Linked DNA regions of Mus musculus: all the other regions are linked to region 3. The links are chromatin contacts, called in public Hi-C maps. All regions are on one chromosome and are shown on one strand. The core of a region is the stretch at or near the end of the contact, and the rest is flanking DNA. Distances in the headings are between cores, read along the strand shown.

Region 1 (2,700 bases), core at 118-2,617, 540 kb before region 3:
GTGAAGAAGAAAAAAAAATCAAACTTGCTGAATTAGCTTAGGAGTCAGCGGGATCTGCAAATAAAGTGTTCTTGGGACATTTTTTTTTATTTTGTCATGTTCCGAAGTCCCTCAACTACCGAAGGCATGGAATGCGGCTCGGAACTTGACAATTCTGCCTCCTTCATACACTTTTTTAAAGCTGTAAAAAAGTGCCGAGGGCCGCTTTCGGATTAGTTGGCAGTATTTTCGGCGTGGCTGCGTGTTTTTGTGCATTCATACAAATACCTCTAACAGACACACTCGCACAACATCTATCTACACACAGCCATATCTCAGCACGGGCGATCACACTTTCGATAACAACGCTTCTTTAAATTTTACTCCTCCGCCATAGAGTTGTTTGTCAAAATGAGAAAAGAAACAACATTTTAGAAGAAAGCGCTGTGGTGATTCGGTTCCCATTGTTTCCCCCTGCGAGAGGGAGGGAAAAAAAAAAAAACAAGAAAGGCAAAGAAAAGCCTCCATCTCACCTGGCCTGCGCTTCATCCAAACTCTGGTCTGTGATGGTCATAATTTGCTGTAAAATGTCCCCGATGTCCTGCTTCCTCCCGCCCTCCCCCTCGGTCCCTCCGGCCCCATCCTGCAAGTGCTGGGACAGGCCGGGGTGTCCGGCCATCCCGACCCCAGCGTGGGAATGCATCAGCCTCGGCTGCTCGTCCATCTCTGAAGGCTCCGGCAGCCCCGGCTCTTCCTCTTCGGCTCCTCGGATCGGCGCCTGGGAAGCACCGAGGCTTTTTATCCTTCAAGCTGTCTTCAAATCCTTTTCAGGATAAACAGGGACCAGGGTTTTAAAAAAAGAAGAAGAAGACCAAAAGGGGAAAAAAAAAATCTCTTTGCCTCTTTAGAGGATGGTGGGAGGATGGGGAGGGGGAGGGGGGCGTGAAGGGGTTGCGGGGTGAGGGTGGGGATAAGGGCTGGTGGGGAAGGGTGTTGACTCCAAAAAAGCAAGAAAAATAAACCACCTTCCCACTTGGCGAAAAGAAATCAGAGCCGCCTTTGGGTTTTTCAGTCCGATCTCCTTTGCAAGGCAGAAATGGGCTCCCGGCGCTTAAATCTGTGGCTTAATCCTTTTGCAAATATGCATTGATCGGGAGAAAGGAGAGGAAGGCAGGGGGATTGCAATGCAAACTTTCCCCCCCACCCCCCGCTGCCCCCCACCCCCACTCCGGGCCAGAGTGATCTCAAAGGGGGTGGGCTGTAGCAGAAGCCAGATCACCCCCAGCCGTGGCGGCAGGCAAAGCCCAAGCTCTTTCCTCCTCCGTGTCTCTGCAAACTCCAGCAGCCCCGTCAGCCTCCTGCTTTTGTTTAGCCCAGGCTCAGGACTCCAGAAACATATACAGAAAAACCACAGCCTGAGAGGAGGAGGAGGAGGAGGAGGAGAAGGAGGAGGAGGAGGTGGAGGAGGAGAAGGAGGAGGAGGAGGAGAAGGAGGAGGAGGAGGAGAAGGAGGAGAGGGGAGGGGGCCGAGGGAAGGGGGGAGGGAGCGGAGAGGCCAGGAGGCGGGGGTCAGAGGAGGGAGGAGGGCTCTTGAGCCCCGCCCCCTTCTATGATTGGCTAGTCCTGAAAGTGGGCTCCTCCTCCCCCTACTTTCCACCCAGCGTCTCCTCCTCGGCCTCCTTCAGCTCCTCCTAGCCCGGGAGTCTTGTCAATCAGAGTTCAGAGGTGGGCCGGGAAGGAGGCGGAGCTATGACCCAGTCTCCAGTTCTTAAAGGCGCAGAGAGACCTTAGCTTCAGCTCTTGTCTGCTTCTCTTAGGCTCCGTCCTTGAGGGAAACGTGGCTCCACTTAAACGCAAGACTGTAAAATTAACACGAAAGCACACAGACGGTGTGGATCCCTCCGCCCCACCCCTCGTTCGTCTACGCGGTGACGCTGCGGTAGTAAACTTGATTCTCTGAAATCCTTAGACCTCAGGGAAACTGTTGAAAGCAAAACTTTGTTATATGACGTAGTTAGTAAATAAAATCGGGCTGCTAAGATAATGAATAATAGATCAAAGTCTAGGTAGTGGATAATTTGCAAATCCTCAACTCTATGCCAGCAAAGAGAATATAAATTGTCATTTTTGTGGCATAAACAGTAGCTGAAGTGTGGACTTTGAGGAATAAAACTCGAGAAAAATACTAATAAATAAGTTTACCAAAAAAACCGAATTCAACATTTCTCTTCCCCCTGAGGGAAGTTGGTTATTTGGCTTAAACACTTAATAAGGGATTGCATTATCACAGTCTGGTTCTAGTTTTTAATATAGTCTAATAAGCATTAATAACAGGGAGAAGAAGGAAACTGACATTTATTGAATGCCTACTATGCACAAAGTAATTTACTTGAGTTATTGTATTTAATCCCCAAGACATCTCTGTGAATTATGGATTATTATTCTCATTTCACAGAGAGGAAACTCAAAAAGGTTAAAGAATTTGTTCAAAGTCCATAGTTATAAAGTATCAAAGCTAGAATTCATACCCAAGTTTGGGTGGATTCTTAGCAGGCCTCACACTTAACAGCTCCATGTGAATGTGGTAAAAGTTACTTGCATGTCTGTTGCTTGTCTAGCTTGCAAACAGACTTAAGACTTAGAAGAACAGATCTTAAAACAAGAAGGCTGGGATTAGAAGTAAAAGGAAGTAAATGAATTAAGAGAAGCCAATAAGGAGTT
Region 2 (2,853 bases), core at 165-2,664, 760 kb before region 3:
TTGGGATGCACTGATTCCTGGGTGGGTAAAGATTTACCCAGGTAGAAGTGGGGTGGGCAACAATAAAGGAGCTTAATTTTTACATGGTAAATGCTCTAATTGAATACTCATTCAGAGGAGATTGGGTTTGCCAAGACTCATCACAATTGCTTTACAGACATGTAAAGAAAGGTTCTACCAGAGATTTGAAAATAAGAGAATGAAAAGAAGAAGAAGAAGAAGAAGAAGAAGAAGAAGAAGAAGAAGAAGAAGAAGAAGAAGAAGAAGAAGAAGAAGAAGAAGAAACCCAGAAGAACCGTCCTCCGTCCACACACACATTGCACCATTTCAATTATACTCTACTCATGAAAGTAAACTACACTGGACAATGTGCAAGAAGTAGGCACAAATAGGGGAGCACTTTGTTGTGCTATAGTACATAGGAGGTGATTGCTCTGATGGTCTTGGGGTGCACGTGTGTGTTTGAAAAAGGCAGAGAATCTTGCAGGTCTGTATTTCTTCCCAGGACAAGATTTCAAGATACTAGTACAACAACAACAACAACAAAACAAACAAACTGAGGTATTTGGATTCACTGACCCGGAAATTGTTCAGCTAGTCAGTTAAAAAAAAAATGCCGCCAGCTTTAAAGAAATAAGCGATACGGCTAACAGAAGTGACACTTCCTATTTATGGCTTGAAGTCAGTACTCTGGTGAGCTGGATACAAAATGCTTATTTAAAAGCTCCTTTTTATCTCTCTAGCACCATGCAAGACTCAAATGAACCTTTCACTGGGACACCAGAGATGTTAACACTCGTCCTCCAAGATCCAATTTCAACCAGCCGAGCTGTTACCTAATCCTGCAGCCATCACATATGATCAGGTTCCCGCCTCCCTGATGGGTGCCCAGCACCCCCTCCCTCCTTCCTTTCCCTCTCCTGCCCAACAGCTTTCCCTGAAACTGAGCTTTAAGAGTCCCCTTGCCTGTGCATGCTGGTCATACAGGGTCCCAACAGCCCCACTGGCTGTACATAACACCAAGATATTTATCCTTGTTAGCTAATAATTCTTAAAGGGGTTTCCTACTCACAAATCACTGCCTCCCATTCCAATCACGACAGAGACCAGTCACGACAGGTAAGTGATTTATACAGAGGTTGTCACAGCCTTCAGAAAACACCTGAAGTCACATCAGCTGCTATCACTTGCCCTAGGGTTAATCCGGTGCTAAAACTCCAGCGATAAGGAGACTGTCACAGCCTGATTGGAGCAGCCCTCACAACTGGCCTCCTGCTGTTCATTCTTTATTTATTTTCTTCACACAAGGAGAAAAACAAACCAAACCCAAAGGCACATTCAAGAGAGCCAGTGGGAGGTCTGTGCAAAGGATTGTTTTGTCCTTGGCTGAGCAACACAGCTCCAGAGTCGCTCCTGGCTGATGCCCACTAGAGGGCACTCTCTCCCCACCGAGGACTTGTTTAAAGAAGGGTCCCATAGCTACCAACATCTCCATGGAGCTGGGGAATTGGGATCTACTCCGATTTGAGATTCCCAAATGTGGGCAGACAGGGAGGAGGGCATATTAGCAGAAGGCATTGTTTCAGGCTATGGAGTGAAGCTTGAGACTCGCTCAGCTGAGCAAGATAAAGAGATGGTTGGAGAAGGGACATAAGACTTAGGGAAGGCTTGAGGAAGTCTCTTCATGGTTTCAAGGTACCAAGGCAGAAGAAGGTGCCAAGCCCAAGCCAGGCAGAGCTCTGAAGCCAGTGGAGAAAGAAGTAACCTGCCCTTGTACTTCTAGAAAGTGAAACCATTCATCCGCTGGGACCCTTTGTGCACATTGAATTGTGTCACCTGATGACAGAAAGCACACGCTCTGCTAGCACACTTACAGATTATAAAGGTACAGAAACTTGGCTAAAACAAGGCAGGCTCCTGCCACCAAGATCGAGAGCTCCTGGAAGCCAGTGGTGACATGGTGATCTCCCATGATCTCCCGGATCATGTATTATGCACCTCTTCGGGTCTTTTCAGCGCTCTTGTGCACAGCAGCCAAGTAGGATGTAGAACTATGGCGTCTTAGGCATCTGTGTCCTGCCACAGCTGGTTCCTGACACGTGCCCCACCCTCCGGTTGTAAGTTGTACAGAGAGAACACGTTTGCTCTCCCGTCTCTTCCAGTGCCCATTTCCCAAAACTCAGATCTGCCTTTCATATGTGGCCATTCTAAACAAGCAATGCTATGCTGACATTAAGGCAATGGCTCTCTGTGTGAGGGAGAGTCACCCAAGCACAGGACTGGTATCTGTGAAGGGTTCCCCCGAGGCCTAAGAGTACACCAAACTGCTTTAAGCTTTGTAGAACACCTCCCCCCTTCCCAACCCCTTACTCCTCCACCCCGACCTTTCAGGTTCTGTCATTTCCTTACAGGCATAACCATCCACAAACCGGTGGACACTTCTCCAGCTGGAAAATGACTGTGCTATGAACTGATTCTTCTAAACAGTGTCGGGACCCACATCTTCCATTCCTTAGTAGCCTGAAGCTTGGGGTTGTACTTATAGGCGCTCTTCCCCCGAAGTGCTCAAGCCTCTTCCGTCTTTGATGGAAAAGCTGTCTGGGTGAGTTATTTTAAAGAGTCGTCTATCAAGTAAATGGAAATGATTAACCATTTGATTCCCCCAGTTTCACAATCCAGCATTACAGGCAGCTGCCAGACAACGGTTGATGGATAGGCTCCAGAGAGCCCAGTACTGACGGAACTCAGACCTTAGAGGACCAAGCGGGAATCTTCCTGGCTGCTGGCCTAGAATGGCCTCTTCAGAGGGTTCCAGTGCACAGAATCTATAAATCTGGGACTCACTCTGATACT
Region 3 (2,763 bases), core at 46-2,545:
AAAAACAAAAACAAAAACAAAAACAAAAACAAAAAAACACGTTATTTATGTTTGCATGTGTATAGTCTTTTGCTATTAGAAATTGAAACAATAAACAAACATAGGAAAAAGTATTTCTTCACACATAGAACCACCTCTAAACAAAATCATTCAGAAAGCAATACGTGCATGTAGATTGTGTCTCTGTGAAGGGCGAAGCATAGCTCCACAGCCTTTAATTTTCAACCAAATTAACTGATATTCTCATCTGACTGGGCTGAAAATGAAAACATGTCATGATTTATGGTTGTATCTAAAGTCAGAAAATAATTTTAGTGTCACTGTATGTTTGTGAAAAACCAACTCTTATGTGTTTATTGGATGTATAAAAAGGGTTTTTCTGTCTTTTTTTTTTCAGTTTCTTATTAGTTTTACTGATGCCCATTGTCTTCTTGTTTTTATCTTGGCAGAAGAATCTGAAAGAAAATGTGGAGAGGAACGTAAAAGGAAAAATCGGGGGCAGAGTATCCAGTTGGAAATGAAATAAAAACTATAAGCTGCAGATATCTGCATCAGAGTAGAAGGTTCAAGTTCATCTTATGAAGACATTTATGTCTTGTTTTATAAAATCGTCTTGTTATTCTCTTGATAAAGAAAGGAAAAACAAGACATGTTTTATGGTTTTACATTTTCTACCCAATAAAATAACCATTTACAACCTGTTAACAACTTGCCTCTCTAGTCTCTGCCTGCGTACTGTGTTCTGGTTAAAATCTCTTTATTCATCATTTGGCAAATACAGCAGGCATCTCATCTTTTCCTATGTGCTCTCTCAGCTGCACAGTCAGTCTGGAATATCTTTCTTTCTCATATTCACTGACAAACTTTTCCTCTTCAAAACATAAGCCATTTTTACTTCCTTTGGCCGTAATCACTCCCACCTAAATCTCTGTCCCATAACATTTGTATGCACATTTTTATAACACTTGCCATATCATTTTAAGATCTGCACTGATAGGTTCATTTCCTTGAAAAGAATGAGTTATTTAAACTGGGGATGTGTGTTATTTATCCTTGTGGCTCTAGTCTGCTCCTGACACATGGGAAATACGCATTCATTGAAACAATGCGTGTGGAGTCTCAGATTTCCTGCAGAAGAGTAGGAAACCGATTTCAGACCTCCTGGTTAAAAGTGGAGGCCAGTTCTCTTTATTGAACTGCATGGATTCCTTAACTCTGCGGCTCTTCTGCAGAGTGCTCGCTCACCCACCCCAGCTGGAGCAGTCATGCTCGAGTGACTCCAGATGGTTGCCTTGGGCCTTGGGCAGCTGGGTGGGGAATGCACCTTCCATCTGATTGCACTCACCATGGGTGGGCAGGTGCCCTCTGTCAGGATGGCTGCAACCAGAAGCCAAATGGGTGGCTCATTGAGGTGAAGGCAGCGAACACAAATCGTCGTGGTCCCAAAGCCAAGGTTGACCTCCAACTTGGAGGATGTTGTTGACCTTGAATTAACTGGCTCCTCCCTATGTAGATCATTGTTATGATCACTGGCTAAGGGCTTGGCTTCTCTCTCTGACTCACTGTCTTCAGTCCCACATCCAGGTTGAGAAATAAGTCATCAAGAACCACAGTGGCTTATTGAGTCAGCTATCTGGAGTGCTACCAAATTCTCCTTAGGTGGTGGAGGTTGACCATGCCAGAGTCTGTCCAGATGGGCAATTACAGGTAAACAAAGGAGCTAGGTAGGCCAACTTCATCCAACTAGGAACTCCCAGGAGTGCTGACCAGGCTCTTTCTAACGTGGAGCTCTCTCTGATGTATCAGACTCTACTCACTTCTTCCAGGCCACCAGCATGTCTTGCTGAATATTGCAGATGCCTGTGAACTGAGTTTCTGGCTTCAGCTTTTCTTTCTTCTATTTTTCCCGTGGCAAAACTTAATTTTATTTTACTGTTATATTCCCAGAAACCACCCCAGAGCATTGCATTGCACAAAACCATGCTTTGTGCCTGATACTAGCTTGCCATAGAGTCATAGACTTCACTTGACCCAACTACACACAAAATGAACCCAGGACAATGGTGAGATTAACCACATGTCTATTCTATGCATCAGCTTCTTTTAGTGAAAAGAAAAGATGCTACATGCAGTCATTCCTGAGATACATGTGTTTCTTCTACAGACCTGGCTATGATCCTCACACCTGGTTTCACCCTGTTTTACTTTGACCACAGCTGATTGAATCAAGGAAGAGCAAGTGATTTGAGAGTAATCAATAACTTAGGGTCCTGACAAGGGGGCTGAGTGGTTAAGAGCACTGACTGCTCTTTCAGAGGACTCAAGTTCAATACCTAGCATCCATATTGCAGTTTATTTACAACTTTAGTTCCAAGGGATCGGTGCTCTCATCTGACCTTCAGGGTGCACAGATATACATGGAGGCAGAACACTCATACACGTAATAGAACAAAACAAAATTACTTTTAAAAAAAGAGTTCTAACCTAATGAGGATTGAAATATGGTTACCTCAGCACTGTGGAGTCTTTCTTCTAGAAATTTAGGACAGAACACAAAATCAAAGCTAATTATGGAGGCGGTGAGAGGGAATACAGTGGACAGAGTATATATAACTGGCTCCCAGGAACATCAATGCGCAGGGATTGAGCATTTCTTGGCCAGGAGAAATCTGGATGGTAAAAGTTCCCTGGGTTCCCTAATACTTTTGTCTTTCCTAGTAGGAACAAGTCACCTGACATTGCAGTAAATCCTTCAATGTGAAG

Evidence for each region. Hi-C and Micro-C count contacts between places; a contact is called where the count stands out from the background.
Region 1: a contact with region 3 is called in a Hi-C map of uterus, with 2.5 times the contacts expected there. The contact joins the promoter of Pbx1 here to the enhancer-like site in region 3. A contact is called at or near these places in 6 of 39 promoter capture datasets (frontonasal cranial neural crest, hippocampal neurons, liver and 2 more), 1 of 484 Hi-C or Micro-C datasets (uterus) and 4 of 115 datasets of contacts at active chromatin or transcription factors (embryonic forebrain, forebrain, neural tube and 1 more).
Region 2: a Hi-C map of uterus shows a contact between it and region 3, with 4 times the contacts expected there. The contact joins two enhancer-like sites. A contact is called at or near these places in 1 of 15 datasets of contacts at CTCF or cohesin (the NIH/3T3 cell line), 3 of 484 Hi-C or Micro-C datasets (cerebral cortex and uterus), 2 of 115 datasets of contacts at active chromatin or transcription factors (embryonic stem cells and pancreatic cancer cells) and 1 of 9 other capture datasets (embryonic stem cells).

What each region holds. Positions count from the first base shown.
Region 1 is chr1:168,430,802-168,433,501 of GRCm38.p6, forward strand. Pbx1 (pre B cell leukemia homeobox 1) reads right to left here and starts at 1,368. Exons shown (of 9, transcript NM_183355.3): 1 at 513-1,368. The coding sequence starts at 703.
Region 2 is chr1:168,212,902-168,215,754 of GRCm38.p6, forward strand. All of the region lies in intron 2 of Pbx1 (pre B cell leukemia homeobox 1), which reads right to left. Among named protein-coding and RNA genes, the nearest start is that of Gm51671, 130 kb to the right of the region's middle. Within about 2 kb of position 1,415, at least 56 of the 459 cell types and tissues checked have an H3K27ac peak or open chromatin away from gene starts, as enhancers often do. A contact at or near this core is called in uterus, where this site is marked.
Region 3 is chr1:168,973,941-168,976,703 of GRCm38.p6, forward strand. No RefSeq gene overlaps it. Among named protein-coding and RNA genes, the nearest start is that of Mir6354, 44 kb to the right of the region's middle. Within about 2 kb of position 1,296, at least 6 of the 459 cell types and tissues checked have an H3K27ac peak or open chromatin away from gene starts, as enhancers often do. A contact at or near this core is called in uterus, where this site is marked.